3 separate regions of the Mus musculus genome follow, and all the other regions are linked to region 1. A link is a contact called in public ChIA-PET and HiChIP or PLAC-seq data. All regions are on one chromosome and are shown on one strand. The core of a region is the stretch at or near the end of the contact, and the rest is flanking DNA. Distances in the headings are between cores, read along the strand shown. Region 1 holds the start of Rfwd3 (ring finger and WD repeat domain 3). Region 2 has its middle 17 kb from the start of Gm24793. Region 3 overlaps Pdpr (pyruvate dehydrogenase phosphatase regulatory subunit).

Region 1 (2,700 bases), core at 31-2,530:
TTCTGATAGCAAGAAAAGGGAAAGGATAACTGTCGGTACACGGGGAACTGAAGAAGTGGCTCACAGGTAGAAAACTGGCTGCTAGTCCCCAGGCTCCGTTCCCAGCACTTACTTATTTTCTGTATATGAGTACACGGTTGCTGTCCTCAGACACACCAGTAGAGGGCACCAGATCCCACTGATGTTTGTGAACCACCATGTTCCTGGGAATTGAACTCAGGACTTTTGGAAGAGCATTACAGTGATGTTAACCACTGAGCCATCCCCTCAGCACTGTGAAGAGGGCTTTTGGGTTGTTTGTTTGTTTGTTTGTTTGTTTAAAGACCTTTAAGTAAGATTTCCTTCTTCAGAAACATGTTTGGAAAATCTTACGTGACAATTTATATTTCCAAGCCATTTATCATAGTAGTTTTCAAGTTGAAGACATTGTGCAAGATTTAAAAAAAAAATTTTTTTTTCCGACCATTGCGGACAAGTTGCTCAACCCAATGAGAGACTCTACAGGCTCTGGAACTCTGGGGACAAACTTTTAAAATCATCGATAAACTCTTTAATAAAACCTTAGGAAGAAGCAGGGGAAGTCACTTTTAAAGAATTATTTATTTATTTTATGTATATGAGTACACTGTTGCTGTCTTCAGACACACCAGAAGAGGGCATCTGATCCCATTACAGGTGGTTGTGAGCCACCATGTGGTTGCTGGGACTTGAACTCAGAACCTCTGAAAGAGCAGTCAGTGCTCTTAACCACTGAGCCATCTCCCCAGCCCCCGGGAAGTCACTTTTAACATTTTCTTTCTTTCTTTATTTTCTTTTCTTTTTTTGGTTTTTCGAGACAGGGTTTCTCTGTATAGCCCTGGCTGTCCTGGAACTCACTTTGTAGACCAGGCTGGCCTCTGCCTCCCTGAGATTAAAGGCGTGAGCCATCACCGCCCGGCCACTTTTAACATTTTTCACTCTCAGTAGAAGAGGAAGGGGAAAAAAAAAAAAAAAAAAACCAACTCTCTTCCTCAGGGCTTCTTCCCGCCGAACAGTTCAAAGGAAGGGGCGCGAGATGGCGGACTCCGCACGACTACCAATTGCAGGAGGCGCCTTGGCCGGAGGTTCTCGCCCAGAAATGTATCAAAGGCTGACCAATGAGGGCGCCACTATTTCAGCTGGCGGCGACCGACGGAAGAAGAAGAGAAGAGATTGGTCGCCGTCCGCAGTGGCTGGCCAATAGGAGCTCGCCGAGCCGCGGCTCCAGCGGGGGCGCCTCAGGGTCCAGAAGAGCTGCTGGGCGCGGGCGGAGCGGGTGCGCAGTAGGGGATGCGCGGTAACGATGGCCGAAGTCGCGGTCGGCCAGGCGTCCGACTTGGTCCCCTCAGGTGAGGCTGCTCCCTGCTTCTTCTCCGCCCTGGGGGCCTCTGGATGCGGGTGGTGGTCCCTTGCTCTGCGGCTGCTCACGGGGCCCAGCGAGGTGGGCGGAGGGCGCGCTGGGAGCTCGGCGGTCTCCTTCGGTCCGGCCTGAGGACCTCGACCTTCTTCCTCCTCCTTTCCTGAGGAATGGGGGGTGGGGGAGAGCTCGGGAGGAGCTGAGACGGGGCTCGGCTCGCACCGATTGCGGACCCTCCACGGAGTCGTTCTCCGGGTGCTTCCCGCGCGGGTCGAGCCCCGGTGACTGACTCTTTGACCCTTGTCGCTCGCTGTTTTAACTTTTATCACCGCAGCGGAACTGCGACCGAAGGATATTTTCATTCTCCTCTTCCTGCGGGGAGGCGGGCGTGGGCAGACAGGTTAGGAAACTTAACTTTGGTTCCGCAGCTACTAACAGGGCGAGCCTGGATACGAACCCGGGTCTGACTGAATCCCCGCGGGCTCCCGGCGACCTGTTTATTGGGGCAGCCGTCGCTCCCGCCTTCTGTGTTTATCGAAACCAAAGCTTAGCAAGGGTGGGGGGCAGAGGTGGAGTTCACGGTCTGAGGGCCGCTGACTTTTCGGGGCCATCGGACTAGCGTTTGTGTCACTTAAAGAAGGGGCTCATACGAGCACGAGCCCAGGATTTGGGGAACGTGTTTTGTTTTTGGATGTGTGTGTGTGTGTGTGTGTGTGTGTGATTGAGGAACTAAATTGTAAACTTTAAATAGCAGCCTGTAAGAAGCACTGTTCAGAGAGGACAGTTAAGTGCATCTAGACCTAACTTAGGCATGCTTATTTGTGACAGTCCCCCTCTGGAATCCGGACTGCTCTCAAACTTGAGGCAATCCTCCTCTCTCTCTCTAATGATGGAATTACAGTTTTGAGGAAATATGCAAGGAGTATGGGGGGGGGGAGCTATTTTTAAAAGATAATTCTTGTGAGGATGTCGTTAAACTTTAGAGCCATATTAAAAGCATCAGTTCACATATTTTTGAGTAGTGAAGAGCTTAATTTTTAAAGCCTATCACCTTTTTTGCATAAAAATTTAAAATTGATAAGATTCTTTTCTAGAAGTCTGCTAGAGTTTTAGTAGTGAACAGCTCCTGGTATATTCTTGATTGTAGCTTTTGGTTTATCATTTTGGACTTTTTTTCCTTGTGTTTTTGAGAAGTGGAAGACACGATCAGTATTATTTAGCACCAGCAGTGACAGTCAATGGATGCTGTGTGAACTTCACTGCTGTTACCTTCTAGTTGAAATCAGAACTGGTTGCTCTCTAGACATGCCATGGAAGGAAGTTTT
Region 2 (2,700 bases), core at 43-2,542, 140 kb before region 1:
GTCATCTCCATTAAATCTGAAGTGTTCCCTGCTACCTTCCCCTATTTTTACCCTTTCCTGTCAATGTTTTAAAAAGTATGCCACCCACAATGACCTTGTGTCTTTGTTGTTTTAGGGAGTTACAGGGGACCAGAGGTCAGGACCGTACCAAGGAGTCACCAAGAGAAAAGAGCAAATGTAGGTGCTAATTCTGAATGCAGGCCAAGCATGGTTGGCAAGGGAGTGCCACTTTGGGCTAGCTGGGTAAATCCTGAGGTGCTGAAGAAAGCTGGCACAAGGTCAGGCGTGGCGCTGCTTGTCTGTGATGTTAGCACTTGAGAGGCTGAGGCAAGAGGGCCAATGTGAGTTCAAAGTCACCCAAGGTTGTGGGGAGCTGGTGTGGCGGCAGTCCCAAAGGCGCCAGGGACTGCAGCTAAGTCATATGACTTGCACCTGACTTCCTCATATAAGACACAAACATCTTGAGTGCTGCGCAGGTGTACCAGGATACAGGTGAATCCAATTTGGTGGAGATTTGCCCCTGCTGCCCTGATTAGCTGAAGCCTTGTGACTGGCAAGGGGGCGTGGCCTGCAGTATGTGGATGAGAGAGAGTATAAAAGGAGTGAGAGGCCCAGGGTTCGGGGGAGATATAAACAAGAAGAATCAGGACTGAATAAACTGCTGTTAGAAGGACTGGTGGTCGCGTCATTCTTGCTGGTCGAGAGCGGGCGCGACACAAGGTTACACAGCAAGCCCTTGTTTCTGAAAGAATTAAAGAGACTGGCATGAATTTCTGTACCTTCATGACTTCATAAATAAAGGATTCATTTTTACATTGAGTCTATCACCTTCAATATATGTAAACAAATGTATTCTTTTCTTTCCATGTTGTCAAGAACATATAGTGTTGGACAGATGGATTAGCTGTTAGGAATCCTAGTTCACAGTTGTGTGGATTGGAATTCAGATCCTACATCCCTGTAAGTTCCTGTAACCCCAGTTCTGAGGGGGCGGGAGACAAGAGGATCACAGGGGATTGCTGGTTTCCAGCTCAATTGAAATTCAGACTCCAGCCCCAGGTTCAAGGAGAGAGCCCCATCTCAAAAGAATTAATGGAGAATGTCTGGAGAGGGCGGCAGCATCCTCCTCTGGCCTCCACGAGCTTATATCCACCCGCGCACAAGCACACACATGCAAATAAGAGAAGTTATCCCCTTCACGTAAAGCATTTTAATGTCTTCTCTTCAGCACGTTCAAATGATCAGCACCGTTTCGCTTGTGCTTTGGGGACAGGAAATACAATGAGGGTTACGCCTTGACAGATGTCTGAAACCTGAGACACTTCCTGAGTGAGTAACAGATAGTGGGTATTCACAGTGGGTACACTGGACCAAGGCATGATTCATGTTCCAAGCAAGATGGAACAGGACGGCATGAGACTGGGGCTACTCAGAAGGGCACTCGGTTTAAAATTTGTGTTAGTTTTCTGTCTCTAGGACAAATCACTGGATAGATGGTTTCAAAGAGAAATGGTTTAGCTTGATTTATGCTTTCAGAGTGTTCAGTCCCATAGTTTCTACCATTTCCCAAGGATGTCATTAAATTATAATCCCTTTGATGAGTTAATCCATCCATGAGTCCAGAGCCCCATGATTTAGATGATTCAGTCACCTTACAAAATCCTGACCTTTGACTCCTGCTGTGCCAGGGACCAAGCTTTCAACACACAAGTCCTTATGAGCCGTTCCAAATCCAAAGTCTAAGATGGATGACTTATTTCAGGATAAATCTAACCAAGGTTGACTTTGGGTCACTGAATCTCTAGAACAGCAAACCAGTGACAACCCTGTTCCATAGCCCAACTCAGGAGGTTCTGGCCCAGTTCCTCTGAGCATAGATAGATACCACCTGGCCAGGCCTGGGCCAACTCTGACCTTAAAAACCTAAAAGTGTTCTTTGTGTCACCTGTCAAAACCGAGGTCTTGAAAAGAAGTCCAGGGCTAGCAAGATGGCTCAGCAGGTAAGAGCACTGACTGCTCTTCTGAAAGTCCTGAGTTCAAATCCCAGCAACCACATGGTGGCTCACAACCATATGTAAGGAGATCCGACGTCCTCTTTTGGCGCATCTGAAGATAACTACAGTGTACTTATGTATAATAGTAAATAAATCTTTGGGCAAGGAGAGAGCAGGGACTGAGCGAGTAGAGTTGATTGGAGCAAGTGGGGTTAACCAGAGCAAGCAGAGGTCCTAAAAATTCAATTCCTAACAACCACATGAAGGCTCACAACCATCTGTACAGCCACAGTGTACTCATATACATAAAGTAAATAAATAAATCTTTAAAAACAAAAAGAAAAGAAAAGAAGTTCAGAGCTAGCTGGGTATCTCAGTGGTTAAAGGCACGTTCCATGAAAACCTGACAACCTGAGTTGGATCCCTGGGTTCCCTGATAGGATGAGAAAACCTCTTTGGACCTCTGCAAGCTCAATATGGTACATGTCACTCCCCTAATATTAAATGTGTATTGGCTGGTTTTGTGTCAACTTGACACAAGCTGGAGTTATCACAGAGAAAGGAGCTTCAGTTGAGGAAATGCCTCCATGAAATCCAGCTGTCGGGCATTTTCTCAATTAGTGATCAAGGTGGGAGGGCCCCTTGTGGGTGGTGCCATCCCTGGGCTGGTAGTCTTAGGTTCTATAAGAAAGCAAGCTAAGCATGG
Region 3 (2,878 bases), core at 71-2,570, 180 kb after region 1:
AGTTATACATAGTACAACTTATTCTGTTCTTATCTTTTAAGCAGAGTGAGTCTCACTTCATAGGCCAAGCTGGCCTGGAACTTCTCATGTAGCCCAGATTGGCCCCAAACTTGTGTTAAACCTTCACATTCCTGACATTATAAGTATGAGCCACCAACCCACCCTGGGTTTCTTCTCTTTATTGGCCTTTGCTGATTTGTTTACAGGTGACTAGTGATTTAGACAGGAGTTTATGAAATCGTTTCTGGGCTCCTAGGACTGTGGCCTCCTAGAGAAGTACTAATTGTTCAACATCCAGAGCCCGTGAAGTATCAGTTTAGTGGAAGGAGAAGGGCATGGCAGCTCAGCTCACCTGCGTTTGGTCAGGCGTGCGATGCTGCAGTCGTTTTCGTATCCTCCATATTCATTGAGCATGCCAGTATGAACGATGTGGCCTACAGGTACATCAAGGTCATTGCAGAAAAGGTACTGCAGACTTTCTAACGCCTCGTCCCCAGTGGACTGCAAGGCAAGGTTGAGGTGGGGACAGTGAACACAGGAGCACCTGACCGCACTGCCCGACTGAGGGAACTCAAAGATACAACCTACATGGCACCATTTGCAGGCTTACTTTCCTGTAAGCCACAAGGAAATCTAACCATCAGTACTTATGATAAACATGTCTTACCAAGTTAATTAAAAACTGCTACAGGAGCTAAACTTCAGAAAAATGTGATTATACAGTTGAAACACTAAAATAGTGTAGAGTTCTTCCAGAATCAGTTTTGAGGTAATAAGTGAAAAATGGGCATTTGGGAGCTAGAGAGGTGTCTCCGTGGTCAAGAAAACTGGCTACACGTCCAGAAAGAAATCTTGAGTTCAATCTTAGCAACCACAGGGTGGCTCACAGCCACCTAAAACTAGAGTCTCATGAGATCCAGTGTCCTCTTCTGGTATGCAGATATATATGCAGACAAAACACTCATACACAAGCAAGTCTTTGCTGGGCTGGCGGTGCACGCCTTTAATGTCAGCACTTAGAAGGCAGAGGCAGGTGGATCTCTGAATTGGAGGCCAGCCTGGTCTACAAAGTGAGTTCCAGGACAGCCAGGGCTACACAGAGAAACCCTGTCTGAAAGAGAAGAGAAGAGAAGGGAGGGGAAGGGAAGGGAAGGGGAGGGGAGGGGAGGGAGGGGAGGGGAGGAGAGGGAAGGGGAGGGGAGGGGGAGATCAAAACAAACATTTTGGGGGCTGAAGAGGTGGCTCCTTGGTTAAGAGCACTGGCTGTTTGGTCAATTCCCAAGCACCCGCATGGCAGCCCACAGCCATTTATAACTCCAGTCCCAGGGGAAGCCAAGGCTGCCTTCTGGCTGGCTTCCTCAGGTACTGCATGCACACGGTCAACAGGCATACATTGAAGCAAAATAACTATATGTATATAATTAAAAACATGAAAATACATGAAAGAAAACACTCAATAAGTAGAAAATGTTTCCCCAAACTTTAATACTTACAGTTATTTCAAATTTTGTGAAAGAGGACATGTCAATGACACACACAGCTTCCTTGCAGCATTTGACTTCTGACTCCACAATATCAAACCAATCTGGCTTGTAGAAAGTCTTGCTCTGTTCTAATGCAAGAAGGTCTATGAAGCAGAAAAAACACGGTGGAAAGTAAAGAGTTTTGACACTGAGAAGTCTTCATATATTTTATTATGGCCTACAGACTCTTTTCCTTCCAGGAACCCATTCTAGCCAAAGGCACTCACTAAATACCAGTTTTAAGGCAGGGTAGAAGCAACTGTCTCAGTAGCTGAAGAGCTTGCTATGCAAGCATGAGGACTTGAGTTTGGATTCCCAGCACTGATATAAAGCTGGGATTAACAGTGAACCCTGGTTAATCCCAGAAGTGAGAGGATTCTGTGGCTTGTTGGCCAGCAGTTTAGCCAATCAGTCAACTCCAAATTCAGTGAAAAAATCTGTCTGAAAAAGTAAGGTGGAGTACAGAGAAAACATAAATCTCTGGCCTATACGAGGGTGCACATATACACATGCATACAACACACACACAGCCAAGGGTGGTTTCTGCCTATGATCCCAGCAATTGAGATGCCAAAATAAGAGGGCTGATCAGGATTCAAATCTGACCTAAAATATAAAGTAAGTTCTAGGCTAAAATGTGAGATTCTTAAAAAAGAAGACAGACAGACAGACACATTCCTACCCTTGTTGGGTGGAACAAAGTACTTTGGCCTCTCAAATCCATGTTTCTCCATCCATCTGGCTCCTTGAGCATCCAGCCGGTCATAAAGAGGAGATGTACGTAACTGCCTTCCAGTCTGGAAATCCCAACGGGGAACCTTCAGATCATATATCAGAGCTAGAACAGATAAACACTCTGTCAGCTGGACCTGGAAGCACAGGCTTACAATTCCAGAGACCTGGGTGGCTGAAGTAGAAGGACTTCAAGGTTCCAGCCAAGCCAAGCCTGGGCAGCTTGTGATGGTTTGAATTAGAATGGCCTCCATAGACTCATATATTTGAAAGTTAGGTTCCCAGCTGGTGGAACTCTGTGGAAAGGATTAGGAGGTGTGGCCTTGTTAGAGAAGGTATGTCACTGGGGGGACTTTGAAGTTTCAAAGCCCACACCAGGTCCAGTGCTATCTCTGCCTCCAACTTGCAGATAAAAATCAGCTACTGTGCTAGTACCAGTCTTGCCTGCCTGCTCCATGCTCCCCACCATAATGGTCAGACTCACTCTCTGAACTATGCACAAGCCCCCAGTTAAGCAATTCCTTTATAAGTTGCCTTGGTCATGGTGTCTCCTCATAGCAAGAGAAAAGTAACTAGGACTGCAACTTAACAAGTCCCCAACTCAGAGTAAAAATCAAAAACCA

What was found. ChIA-PET counts read pairs in DNA pulled down with a chosen protein or histone mark. HiChIP or PLAC-seq counts read pairs in DNA pulled down with a chosen protein or histone mark.
Region 2: a contact with region 1 is called in an RNA polymerase II ChIA-PET map of effector CD8 T cells, with 19 read pairs. The contact joins the enhancer-like site here to the promoter of Rfwd3 in region 1. A contact is called at or near these places in 4 of 39 promoter capture datasets (the 3T3-L1 cell line, hippocampal neurons and liver), 1 of 15 datasets of contacts at CTCF or cohesin (the NIH/3T3 cell line), 4 of 115 datasets of contacts at active chromatin or transcription factors (bone marrow-derived macrophages, effector CD8 T cells, embryonic stem cells and 1 more) and 4 of 9 other capture datasets (adipose tissue, embryonic stem cells, liver and 1 more).
Region 3: an H3K4me3 HiChIP or PLAC-seq map of the 230-238 cell line shows a contact between it and region 1, with 19 read pairs. The contact joins the enhancer-like site here to the promoter of Rfwd3 in region 1. A contact is called at or near these places in 3 of 39 promoter capture datasets (3T3-L1-derived adipocytes, embryonic stem cells and liver), 1 of 15 datasets of contacts at CTCF or cohesin (pro-B cells), 9 of 484 Hi-C or Micro-C datasets (LSK cells, bone marrow-derived macrophages, cortical neurons and 6 more), 4 of 115 datasets of contacts at active chromatin or transcription factors (the 230-238 cell line, bone marrow-derived macrophages and embryonic stem cells) and 2 of 9 other capture datasets (adipose tissue and liver).

What each region holds. Positions count from the first base shown.
Region 1 is chr8:111,298,802-111,301,501 of GRCm38.p6, reverse strand. Rfwd3 (ring finger and WD repeat domain 3) reads left to right here and starts at 1,280. Exons shown (of 13, transcript NM_146218.4): 1 at 1,280-1,367. The coding sequence starts at 1,322.
Region 2 is chr8:111,434,248-111,436,947 of GRCm38.p6, reverse strand. No RefSeq gene overlaps it. Among named protein-coding and RNA genes, the nearest start is that of Gm24793, 17 kb to the right of the region's middle. Within about 2 kb of position 1,292, at least 50 of the 459 cell types and tissues checked have an H3K27ac peak or open chromatin away from gene starts, as enhancers often do. A contact at or near this core is called in effector CD8 T cells and memory CD8 T cells, where this site is marked.
Region 3 is chr8:111,123,228-111,126,105 of GRCm38.p6, reverse strand. It overlaps Pdpr (pyruvate dehydrogenase phosphatase regulatory subunit), which reads right to left. Exons shown (of 18, transcript NM_198308.1): 11 at 2,206-2,361; 12 at 1,494-1,627; 13 at 353-501. Among named protein-coding and RNA genes, the nearest start is that of 9430091E24Rik, 21 kb to the left of the region's middle. Within about 2 kb of position 1,320, at least 2 of the 459 cell types and tissues checked have an H3K27ac peak or open chromatin away from gene starts, as enhancers often do. A contact at or near this core is called in the 230-238 cell line and pro-B cells, where this site is marked.